Linked DNA regions of Arachis hypogaea: region 1 is linked to region 2. Evidence: chromatin contacts called from public Hi-C data. All regions are on one chromosome and are shown on one strand. Each heading gives the region's core, a stretch centred on a gene start, on an enhancer-like site or on the middle of the called end of the contact. The rest is flanking DNA. Distances are from core to core; before and after follow the strand shown.

Evidence for each region. Hi-C and Micro-C count contacts between places; a contact is called where the count stands out from the background.
Region 1: a contact with region 2 is called in a Hi-C map of leaf, with 2.1 times the contacts expected there. The contact joins the promoter of LOC112733060 here to the promoter of LOC112733059 in region 2. A contact is called at or near these places in 2 of 8 Hi-C or Micro-C datasets (both in leaf).

The regions. Positions count from the first base shown.
Region 1 is chr13:122,440,178-122,446,777 of arahy.Tifrunner.gnm2.J5K5, reverse strand. It overlaps LOC112733060 (probable methyltransferase PMT26), which reads right to left and starts at 3,421. Exons shown (of 9, transcript XM_025781921.3): 1 at 3,050-3,421; 2 at 1,060-2,209; 3 at 825-974; 4 at 82-352. The coding sequence starts at 2,169.
Region 2 is chr13:122,285,957-122,292,139 of arahy.Tifrunner.gnm2.J5K5, reverse strand. It overlaps LOC112733059, which reads left to right and starts at 1,740. Exons shown (of 14, transcript XM_025781920.3): 1 at 1,740-2,123; 2 at 2,226-2,380; 3 at 2,621-2,712; 4 at 3,601-3,714; 5 at 4,191-4,521; 6 at 4,639-4,818; 7 at 4,957-5,037; 8 at 5,869-6,087. The coding sequence starts at 1,916.

The DNA of each region.
Region 1 (6,600 bases), core at 2,172-4,671, 150 kb before region 2:
TGTTCAGTACAGAAAAGCTGCATAACAATTCAAGCTTGTATGAACATGCATTCATCTAAACACTATAAAACAGTGAAATACCTTCTATATGCCACGGAACTCTACATCGTGCACAATGGACTATATCAAATACTCTTCCAGGGTAGGGAAGCCTCACTGTACCCATCACGGCAGAAATGGCAGGAACTCCCCTCTCAAGTGCAAATTGTACCTGAGCTTCATGTTCATCTTTTGGTGCCAAAGACATTGTAAGTACGTCTCTCTCAAAGAGAAAGCCACCAAAGCTGGCAACACCACATCCAACATCTAATACCACCCGTGAGCGTCTGCCCCAAGCTATATCAGGTACAGACTGCATCACAATGTTCCTCAACAATGTCAATAAAATAAAATAGAGGAGATCACATTTCAAGTTAGTAAATCAGAAATCACATAACACACGCTCTGACAACCTTTTATCATACTCAACAAATAATATAACAAAGACTTCTGAGGGTAATTTTGAAATGATATCCTTTTATGGTGGATGACACATAGGATAAAATATTCTGAATATTTATCTGTAAAATCAATAATGAAATCACAAATACTTGAGCAAAGGTCACAAAACTCCATGTTAATTTTGCTTTGTTTGATTTGAAATTAAATTAGAAGAAGCAACTAGAGAACACAAGAATTATATAAAGAGATCAATCGAGATTCGGGAGCAGTGTATACAACATTTTTTCATGTAACAGGTAATATGGATTTCTGGAACTTGCAACAACATCCCATCCAGTTTTTTTCATATGAAACTTGTAAACATCAAAAGCAACCAATTTTACCTGTTGTATAGTGTCAATATAATGAAGTGCCCCATGCTTGAATTGGGTTCCACCACCCGGAAAGGTAAGGTACTCGCCTGTAACTTTCACCCAATTTTGATGGCCCTTATATTCAGCAAGCTTAGTGTGTGGAACGTTGTAATACCATATCTGCAAGAAAACAGCTCATTATTTTATTGAAGAATATCTTGTCAAACCAATAATGATACTTGCTTGCATTTATGTTGATGCATACCTTCTCTCTGCTTTTGGGCCATGTAATTGGGCGTCTATATCCTTCTGGAAGAGGGACAAGGCAGGTAGGAGGTTCTTCAGGACAGTGCCTTTCTCGGTGCTCATAATGTTTGGTACTTGGAAGTTTCCTGATTGCTTTCAAGTTGTCAAGGCATGGGATGTAGTCAGGGCCAGCAGTGGAATTGCATAATTTCCAGTTGTACACAGTGGATTGCTTGGAGGATGCTTGTGACTCCTTTTCATTCTTCGACTCTGCTGCCTGAGTTGAAAAAGACCCATTCTGAGTGGTATTTTCATTCAGAAGCTCTGACTGGGCCCCAGAAGCGTATACTTCAGTTGAAGTCTGCTTGTTGGCACTGTCATCTGTTTCCTTCTCATTGGAGCTTACATCTGATTCTTTATCACTTTGTTGCACCTTATCTTCTGTCTTGTTATCAGTTGTTTCACTTGAGTCATCAGATTTCTTTTCACTTCCATCTGAATCAGATTTATTTGCACTTTCATCTGAATCAGATTGCTTATTTTCATTCGATTCAGATTTTGTATCGCTCTCATCAGATTCAGATTTCTTCTCACTATCACCAGAACCAGGTTTCTCAGTTTCACCACTATCCTTGTTTTCTGTAGTTTGTGAGTTTGATTCAGTACTTTCTGTGGGGGAATCTTTGTCCTCGGTTTTCTTGTCTCCATCTTCTGTTTTAGATTCTTTAGAAGACTTTTCTTCAGACTTGTCCTCTGATTTTTCTTCCTGGTTTTCTTTCACGTCAGAGTTGTTTTCTGAGGTGACATTTGTGTCCCCCTTGGTTGCATCCTCAGGAAGATCACCCTGATTGTCTTCAAACTTCGGAGTGTTGCCACTATTGTTGTTGTCAGTCACCTGTTCTTTCGTGTCACTCTGTGCTTCTTTCATGTCAATCGTGCTGTCCTGAGCAGCATCGGTCTTGTTGTCCTGTGTAACATCGGCATTTTGTGCAGGAACTACAGAGGAGGATGTCATCATCCATACCCCAACCAGACATAGAGCCACAAACACAACAATTGTCACTGTCGAGCAGAAACTGGACGATGACTTTTTATTATTGTCTATTCTAGTATATCTTGCTTGAGCCATGTTTTAGCAGGGTCCAACAATTCACACGGATAGTTTAAACCTGGTCAAGAAATAAAACCAGAATTAAACACCAACCATGCTCATAATCTGATTAGTAATGGCAGAACTCAGTCGCCCACATCTACACAACTCAAATATAAATAAATCTAACGAAACACATACAGTTACACGGAAATTCCATGTGACAATAACTATTAAGAAAAATCAAATTACAGGATGCTAACAAATCTTTAAGTCAAATCGAATTGGAGGTTTAGCCATTGCCATAGATTAGTGATGATTTCAATTTCCTCTTTTCATTACATTAACATTTTTCAAGTTATGAAAGAACGAACACAAATATTGAACACAGTAGGAGATCTAATCAATTCACAAAAACCAAGAACAACCGGATCAGAAAGTTCCACGAACGGAAATGCCAATCTTGAACGATAAAGAGCGAAATTCAACAATAGAAGCTGTCAAACAGAGAGATGCATAAACTAAATGATTGCCGCGGATTGCTGAAGCGGTTGACAAAAATATCGAACGTATTGAACAGATTAGCAAGCAACAGCGTAAAGTCAAAGCGTAATCAAGAACACTCACTCAGATCTACGCTACCGGAAAGAAAAAAGAAAATAAAGAACTACGATAAAAGATAACGTAATCACCCTTTCACGGAACAATGCAATCACAAAGAAATATGACAACGAAATATAAGAAAACCGCCACAGTGAGCTCAGAAACGAGAGAACAAGCAAAATAAAATCAATAAATTATATAGATATTGAATCGGTAACACAAAACAGCGACGTGTAAAGGAATAATAAAGAAAGAAATAAAAGGGAGAACGATATGTAAGGATGACAAGGAGAATAGATTGAAGGGAGTGCAGTACCTATGGATATTCGGAATGGAGCAGATCTGAGAAGGAGGAGGAGGAAGAAGATTAGAGTGGTTATCTTGTATCCATGTCCATGGCGTTGGCGTTGGCGTTGGCGTTGTGTTGTGCTGGTTTTCACGGGGAAGAAAGAGGGAGATTTGAGTGTAAGGGGAGAAAAGCAAGAGGGTGGGGTGTAATATATGATGGAAAATGATGGAGCCAATTGGGTTGCTATCAGTTATCAATTCAATGTCTTTTGCGTTTGTCCTTCTTTTTCATTTTTTGGACTGAAATAAAAACAAACAAAACTAAAATGTGATCATGTGATATAATATATAAAAAATAAAAATGGGTTTAAAAAAAATAATAATAAGTAGTTTTATTTACAACGAAAAAACAGAGAACAGAAGCGAGTAGGAATAGGAGAGTGTTGGCCACATGAAAGGCGGTGAAACGGGTGCTGATTAATGATTAACGTGCGCCCTAAACGCAAGCAGCAGTAATAATAATCCCCCGCCTAAATCACCTCTCAAAATAAGCCAATTAACACCCTTATCAATTATCATGGTCGTTCGGCGTTCCCTCTTCCTTTCTTAGTTCTTACTAATGCTACGATTAATTAATTGTTTGTGTATTATTGTATCTTCCTCCGTTAAAATTGCATTCAGAGTTGTTTTTTTAAATATTCCACTTTGCATGAGAATTTCTATACTTGGATCGTCCTCGACATGTAAACATAGTAGTCTAGAACCATAAATGAACATGTTAAGGAAAATTTTATGGTGCTGAAATGAGAAATGTTTCCCGCTGCTGAATTTACGTATCAAGTTTGGAGAGTTAATGTGTCTCATGTGAATGAAAGTAAAAGAGCAAAGTTATTATTTGTGACACGACAAGCAGAGTTGGATCTCACTAATATCAGTTTAAAACTTTAAATTTGACAAAGTTCTAACTAATAATTTAATAATGTATAATTTGCATTAATATATATTGTAATGATTTATATTATTTTAAGAGTAAACTATTATTTCTACCGATGTCAGAAATGGATCTAGAGGAGGATGAGTAGTAATCTCGCTCCCCTTAATTTTAAGGAACTTTACTTATATATATGAGATATATGTTTAAAGAAATAAAAAATATTATATAATTAGTAGTTTTATATGTATTATTTTTTATTATGTAATGGATTTATCTCTCAATTATTTAGTTTACTAATATTTTTACTTACCTAATTTAATATCATACCCTCAAACTTTTGTACTTTTTAAATTAGTTTTTATCAAAAGTGCTATTTGTATATCAAAATCAGTCACCATTATATTTATGGTTTAATTTATTTTCAATGTATATTTATATTCTAACATATATTTTATACTAGTGGCTGACTTTAATGACTGATTTTTGTATACACGTAGCATAGTTAAAAATTTTTATAATTATCTCTATATCTATTTTTTAAAAAAATCATTTATTTTTTAATATTAACATATTTAACATTTATATTATTATATAAAATATTAATAATGACTTACGTAGTTATATTTTGATAATCACATTGTGTATTTTAGATATTCTTTTCTTATTAAAAAAACTCTTTTTTTTAATTTATGTTGTTAAAAAATCTTTTATAAAGATATTCTATAAGGTGCTATGTCTTTCATATAATTAATAGTTTATAATTTGTTTATAAATTTTTTAAAAATTTTAAACGAATTAATTTTAATTAATAAGATATGTAATAATTTTTTAACTAAATACGTTATAAATTATTGATATTTTATAATTTTATAATATACTATTGATATTGTTATGTTTCTTTTATATAACTGTCATTCTAAAAAAATTGTGGAAAAATTTATAATTTTTAATATATATAGTGATAAACCTTTTAAAAAATTAACTCAATAACTATATATTATGTTTAAATTCCTTTTATGGAATGAAAAAATATAATAAAAAATAATTAAAAACTTGTCTAAAATTCGACTCCTCTATATTAAAATTCTAAGATTTCTCTGTCCACGAAAATTTTAAATGCTGACAAATCTACTCACAAAACAATGAAATTTAAGTTGTATCCAATAAACATAGGTTCCGTATGACAAAATTATCTAAACTCTAAAAACTACCCAAAAATCTCAAATTACCCTTCTTAGACTAACTTAATCCATCCTAATCCCTAATCCCTCACCACTAAATTCTTCTTTTCCAATTCTTATCCACATCTACCACAACTGCTAGTACCACCTTCACTCCAACCACCATCCCGTCGCCTCCTTCTTTTTACCATTACCATCCTCCCAACAAACAACTAAATTCAGAGGTCAAAAGCTAGATAGATCTATGCATCACTATGAACCATAACCAAATACTAGTCACTGCCACCATTCCCAAAACCACAGTAATTGCTATTATCATAAATGCAACTTACATCACTACTGTTTCTGTTGTATCCACCTTGACAACGACCACTACCATTAGTGAGGACAGTGCCTCCAGCGGCGAACTTCGTCGACGGTGACAGCAGACGCGATAGTGACGGAACGGTTCCTCTTCCATTGCAACTCTCCTCTTTCTCTCTGACTAACCTGAGCTCTCCCTCTCTTCATTCTCTACGCCTCCAGCTACGATGGCAATACATCTCTTCCTTCCTCTAGTGGCAGCTCTGACAGCCGCGACTTCGAGGGAAGCTTTGGCGGCGACAACACATCCTTTCCTTCCTCTCCTCGGTTTTGTTGTTTTCTTTCACTATCTCTATTTCGGCCTTTTCTCTCACTCTTTCTCTCTTGCTCGATGGCAACAGTGATGGCCGCTCCCAGTCCTGCCAGCACCCCCCTTTTTTTCTAATTTTTGACAATTTTAGAAAATTAATTGTGTTGCTTATAGTATTTGCAATGGGGATAAAAAATTAAGGTTAAAAGAATGGTAATTTGGAGTTTCTGGGAAACTTTTTAGAGTTTAAATTTTTTTGTCGTACAATACCCATCTTTCATGGTACAACTTCAATTTCGTTATTTTATAGGTAGATTTGTCAGCGTTTGAAATTTTTATGTATAAAAATAGTAGTTTATCCTTATTTTAATGGATGAATTATGAACTACGTCTTAATTTAAAATGGATCGTGAATGAAGATTTGAAGAAAAAAATATATTAGACTACACGTTATGAAAATAAGGATTAGGGTTTGAGGGAAGGAGGAGAGAGAATAGGGAGAATGATAGGTAACTCTATTATTGATTGTGTCCATTAGAGAATATGAGAGGGGCTATTTATAGTCAAGGGTCCAACTCTTAGCCAAGGGCCCAACGCCTTATTAGGGCATCCACAATAAATATATTTATAACACTCCCCCTTAAATGTCCCTAGTAATAATAGTAGACTAGTACCTCATAAAAAAATCTTACTAAAAAAATATAGTGAAAGAAAAAGAGCACACTGTCTTATAATAAGTTAGGTAGCTGCCTCGTTAAAAACCTTACCAGAAAAAACCCAAAGTGGGATAAAAACCATGGTTAAAGAAATGAGTACAGCCCGTATTACTCCCCCTGATAATTACATCACTT
Region 2 (6,183 bases), core at 491-2,990:
TCCCCGTACTTTGTGGAGAGTTTGGTTGAGGAACATGGCTCATACCTGGGGTGTGGTGGAAACTGTTTATGATATTATTGTGTGTTAAGGGTTTTTGATTTCTAGATTTTGGGCTTTTGTTGGGATGGTGTAAGGGTCATGTGTTGTGTTGTGTTCTGGATTGGTCATTATTAGATTCATTGTGGGTCTTAAAAGTATTCTGGATAGGAGCTGATGGATTTACCAAACTTATTGGGCTTATTGGTCTCACTTGTGGGTTTTTCGATGATTAGGCTATGATATTGTTATGGCCTAGAAAGTTGCTGGGTGGGGTCGCATTAATAGGCTTAGTAGGATTTTTTTGGGGTTTTCTTTCTTGATCCTTTTGATTGCCTTTGGCGGGCAACCTCTGCATCCTTATGATTGGATTCGTTAGCATTTATGTCCTCCACAGATAAAGCTGCAAACCTCGTATCATCCACGTTCTCTGTATTCTTTTTCCAACTCTTCCCATTCATGCCTTTCACCCCATTACTCCCTGCTGCATCACCTCCTTTTGTTCTCTTGCCACATGGCTGTCGTTGTATCACCATCCACAATCCAAAGTGATCTTGTGAATTTTCTTTTCCTAATTTACCCTCCTTATTTCCATTAATGACCTCTTTGTCTTTTTGCGCACTTCGTCTTTATTGTTCATCTTCTCCTCCTCTCCCTTGACCGTTCGAGCCCCTACCGCTGCTTCACCCCCTTTCTCCTTTTCCACCATTATCTTTGCTGGGCACTTATCCTTCTCATGGCCGACTCTACCACACTCAAAACAGATGCATATAGCCCTTCATACTCCACTAGGTATCTTACTCCATTGATAGAATATTTAGAAATAAAAGGTTCTATAAGATCTAGCTCTACACACAACCATGCAAACTTTTTCTCTGCATTTATCAACTGTGTTAGAGTCCATCTTGAGCGTTCTTCTTACAACATTCCAATCCTTTCCAGTATCTCCTTCTCATAGTATTCAATTGATAATATGGGGAGCCTTACCCAAGCTGCCACCATATCTATAGTTGCCTCCATGGGGTTGAATTTTGGCTTCCAGAACCGGATTGAGAGATAATGGTAAAAAATCTTTCATGACCCCTCTGCCAGAACGTAAGCAAGATCCTTTTGGGAGTAGAACTTGACCATGAAATGCTTTCTTGTTTCTCCCACGTGCTCTCTAGCCTTCTAGTTAGAATTGGTAGAAAAATATTCCTTCCCATCAGCTAAAAGATTAAAGCGTGTCTCACCATGGATGTCTAAGGTTCTTCATAGCAGCCTCATTTATCTTTTGTTGTTGCTCTTCCATCCTCCTCCATCTTTTCACTGAAAGTTCTTCTGGTTACTCCTTCATTCACAGCTCCTCCTTCTTTTCTGAGAAGCCTTGCCCCTCCCCTGTTTTCCTTACCTTCTTAGCTATCTTCATGGGTCCTCTCCAGGCTCACCTTGTGGTTCGTGAGAACGGGAGTGTCCTCCACAGACATAACCACCCCTTATAATGGTTGATTCGAATCGACATTTGCTTAAGTGAACTAGTGAGCTAATCACTAGACCAACCTAACTTGGTTACTTGAATTTTCTTTTTTAATCATGGAAAGTGCCTCAGTGTTTTTTTTTTCTTTTTTGTTCATACATGCACACTCACACACTAACCTAGGAAGTAGGAACTACTTGTTTCATATTTTTACAAAACCTTTTGTTGGAAGCCCAATAAGAAGTTTGGGCTTGGCCCACAATGTTGATCGGCTTCGCTAGAATGGGATGAGGTTCGATGAGGCAGCTGCAGCAACACCGGATAACGATGAAACGGCATTGAAGGAGCACGACGACCAAAGTTACCAAACCGTTTTGAAGAAACTATAATCGGGAAGCCAATGCCATAACCATACTATCTGTAATGGCAACGACGACGCTGTTCACCCTCCATCTCTGTCGTTTTGGCCAAAGCTTCTCCAAAAAACTATTCTCTACGTCCCCTTCTTCTGACACTCTTCTGAACCCTCACCACGTCACGTTCCACCACAAATTACGCCGCCCAAACTCCTCCTCTGTCCCCGCTTTCTTCCGGCGCTTCTCAGCTGTCGCAGCTGCTTCCACTTCCGGAGGTACATACCACTGTTTCTTCTTCTTTTCCCCCAAATTTGGTGCTTCTTTGGTGTCAATGCTATTGAAAATTCGGTGTGTTTGGTTGTTTGAGGAATTTGCAGAGGCGAATTACGATGGAATTGGAACAGCTGATGAAAAATATGATGTGATTGTGGTTGGAGGAGGGCACGCAGGTTGTGAAGCCGCACTTGCCTCTGCGCGTTTGGGTGCAAGAACTCTTCTTCTTACTCTCAACATTGACCGTATTGCCTGGCAGGTTTACTTTCCACTATTAATATTGTCTTAGCTTCAATCAATAATTAATCTGTAATCAATGTTATAGTTGTTAACATATTCATGTTGCAATGTACTTAATTCAACTGGTACAACTTCGCCTTTTGACTTGCTGTACCTTATGCGTATTGTGTGTATTTGGTTAAGCGCATGGTGTATGATGTGTGCTTCTGGCTCTATGCCAAGATTTGACGAGTTGCTAACTGAGCTGAGTTTGCTGCAGCCTTGCAATCCAGCTGTTGGTGGACCTGCGAAGTCTCAATTGGTTCACGAAGTGGATGCGCTAGGTGGTGAAATAGGGAAGATTGCTGACAGGTAAAGTGTGAGACTTGTAAAAGTTCATTTCTAGTTCTTTACCATACTTTAATTCCCTCGATATTGTGAATGTAGATTGTCATGATCATTAGATGGTACCTGGCTTTACTTGCCTCATTTCCTTTCTGGGATTCCTTTAGACATTAGCTGCCATTTTTCTTTTGGTTATTTCAGTGAGGGTTGGTCCATTAAGTATTATTATTTATACTGGACAAAGATTAGGTGAAGATTTCCCAACTGCATTGCTAAAATATTTACTTTTTTAGCATATGATATGATAAGAACCCAATTTTCCAAATCCGAAATCCTGATCTTTTAATAAGATTGTTAAAGTTCTGCATTCCACCATTGTAGGTCATAATGAAAGGATGATAGGACATAATATAAAGATAATGAAAAAGTGGCAATGATAAGTTGCCGAGTCTGCTGGGAAGTTGCAAAATTCTCTTACCTATCTGATTTTGAAGTTATATGAGCTTAGAGGTAAGAGTGTTGACATCTTCATTGCTTTAAATAGGGTGGAGTAGTTTGGTCCATAAGGAGAGCATTACTCAGTTTGAATCTTGTATTATCTTTGTGCTTTACTTGTAGATCCTTGTGTCATTCTAATAATCTGCTGAAAATTCACAAGATTGTACCTCTTTCTTCAGTGACCACTATATATAAGATTAGAAGTTAGTAGATATAGTTTGTTTCTTTCACTTCTAGTTGATGCTTCCTTTTTCTGTTTTTTATATATTAGTATATAAGATATTTACTTTTGCTTTATGAGTAACTCTGCTATCTTTTATCTCTCAGTGATGGTTTTATAGTAAATTTCATTTGCATATATTCTAGTTTGAAGAGTTGGGGTTTTCTTCGCTCATACACATATTTGCTTGTGTTCAGATGTTACTTGCAGAAGCGGGTGCTTAATGTATCCAGAGGACCTGCAGTTCGTGCATTACGTGCTCAAACTGATAAAAGGGAATATGCCATGCAAATGAAAAGTGTAGTAGAAAGGTAAGTTCACATCCATATATTTTATTTTCTGTGTAGTCTGTCATTTCCTGTATCCATTTTTCCACACTGCTTTTGCCTGTGTTTAATGACAGTCAATCAGTGGTAGAGCATGAACCAAAGTTTCAAAGGGTTAAAAATTTTAAGTAAAGTTCTAACGTTGGATTTTCCTTTTTCAAAAAATATAATTATCTTAGTTATAATGCTTTAAAAATAAATCTATGCATAGCCGGTTACATATCATTTGAAAATTATAATTATTAGTAGCAACATTTCTCTAGCTCTATCAATCGTCCGTTTTTATAATTTTATAATCAAGTATGAAGATAACAACAATAATAAGGACAAGACATGTAAGGGTTCTACATGGTGATGCTTTCCAACTCCAGTAGCCAGTTGTGTTTTCTTTTACCTGCTCTATGCAAATGCTATTTTTAAGTTACTTCCTAGCTGATTTGTCTTTACTGTATCTTTTGCAGCACACCAAACCTTTCAATCAGAGAGGCTATGGTCACAGATATATTACTTGGGAAAAATGATAATGTGGAAGGTGTTTGTACATTTTTTGGGATGAAATTCTATGCTCCATCTGTTGTTCTCACAACAGGAACTTTTATGAGTGGCAAAATCTGGGTTGGTAGAACTTCCATGCCTGCAGGAAGAGCTGGCGAGTCTGCTTCTCATGGATTAACTGAGAACTTACAGCGTCTTGGTTTTGAAACTGATCGGCTGAAAACCGGAACCCCTGCCCGAGTGGACATTCGTACTGTAGATTTCTCAGGTTTAGAGCCTCAGCATGGAGACAAAGAGGTTTATCCATTTAATCCTATATTTATGTTCATTAGATTGAAGTTTTGGGTCAAATCAAGTGTTTCCTCTGCAATTAAAAAGAAAAAGAAAACCTCAGTTTATGTTCATAATTGGCAGGTCAGCTGGTTTAGTTTTGATCCTGATGTCCATATTGAAAGAGAACAGATGTGCTGCTACCTAACCCGTACTACAGGTAGAACTCACCAGATAATAAGAGATAACTTACATGAAACACCAACTTATGGAGGATGGGTTGAAGCTAAAGGACCAAGATATTGTCCTTCCATTGAAGATAAGGTATGTTTCAACAATACTAGTTGCTAAAAAACAGTTATTAACTTGTTTTCCTTATACCAGTATTATATTTACAGAGTTAGCGATGTTTAAATATGCGTTCCATATTATATTCTGATTTAATATATCGTTCATCTCTAGATTGTAAGGTTCCAAGATAAAGAGTCTCATCAAATATTTCTTGAACCAGAGGGTCGCAGTGTGCCTGAGCTCTATGTGCAGGTAAGATGGATATTTATTTTCTTATTTGTATTCTGAAAGATATTTGAGTAAAATAGTGTGTGGCAAAGATTAATGAATTAAATATTAAACTGATGTAGTTTTGGCAATGAAACAAAAAATAAGTTGCAAAAGTAATTATAACAAATGTATTTACCTGGTTTACCACTGTTAGGGGATAGTGATGCTTTTGTGTTGTAGTAGTCTGGACTGGTGGAAGCATCCCTCTAATGTGTGGGCATGATCTGAATTTCTGGTATCCTTGTTTATAATAAATATGACTATTACATGTTTTGAAGCCTTACCAACTGTATAAAACCAACATATGAAAAAGGATGAATATGGGATTCTATTGTCTTGTCTAATAAAACAAGGATGTGTTATGGATTTGAGTTGCAGATTGATGGAAGAACTTTTTCTTTTAACAAAGGATAATGTCTGAAGTTGGATGAGTTGGAAATTACAATTATGTGATTAAGTATATGGTCTTTTGTTGCTTTTTTCTGGTTAGGGAAGTTTTTTGGTGAGGGAGATGATCTTGGTTTATATCCTTTTATTCTGCTGGCATTTCTATTTATAGCAGGGATATTTAGTGCACTGTGTCTTTGGAATCTTGGATAAGGCTTTGTTGCTAATGTTGGTTTGTGATTTTTAATTTGCTCTTTTTGAGCATAATGTCTACATGATCGTTATGTTTAAAGCTTTTAGCTTTTTTCATGAGTTGGGCTTTCTAAATTGTGAACTTGTAGTAGTCAACTAAACCGTAAAACTTACTTACAATGTTGATATTCATGCTATTAACCTTTCTGTTCTCTTTTATAATAAATCTTTTAGGGGTTCTCAACAGGTTTGCCAGAGAGATTACAACTACCTTTGCTCAGAACTTTGCCTGGACTTGAGAACTGTTCAATGTTGAGGCCTGCATATGCTGTAGAGTATGATTATTTACCTGCTCATCAATGTGCTAGGTCTCTTATGACAAAGAAAATACAAGGATTATTCTTCTCTGGTCAGATAAATGGAACTACTGGCTATGAGGAAGCTGCAGCACAGGTATTCCCTTAAAGTTTATCTGTGCATATATATCTAATGTTTTGTCTTTGTGCTTATTGCAAATTAGGCAAGAGGATTTCGTTAAAATCTTCTTGG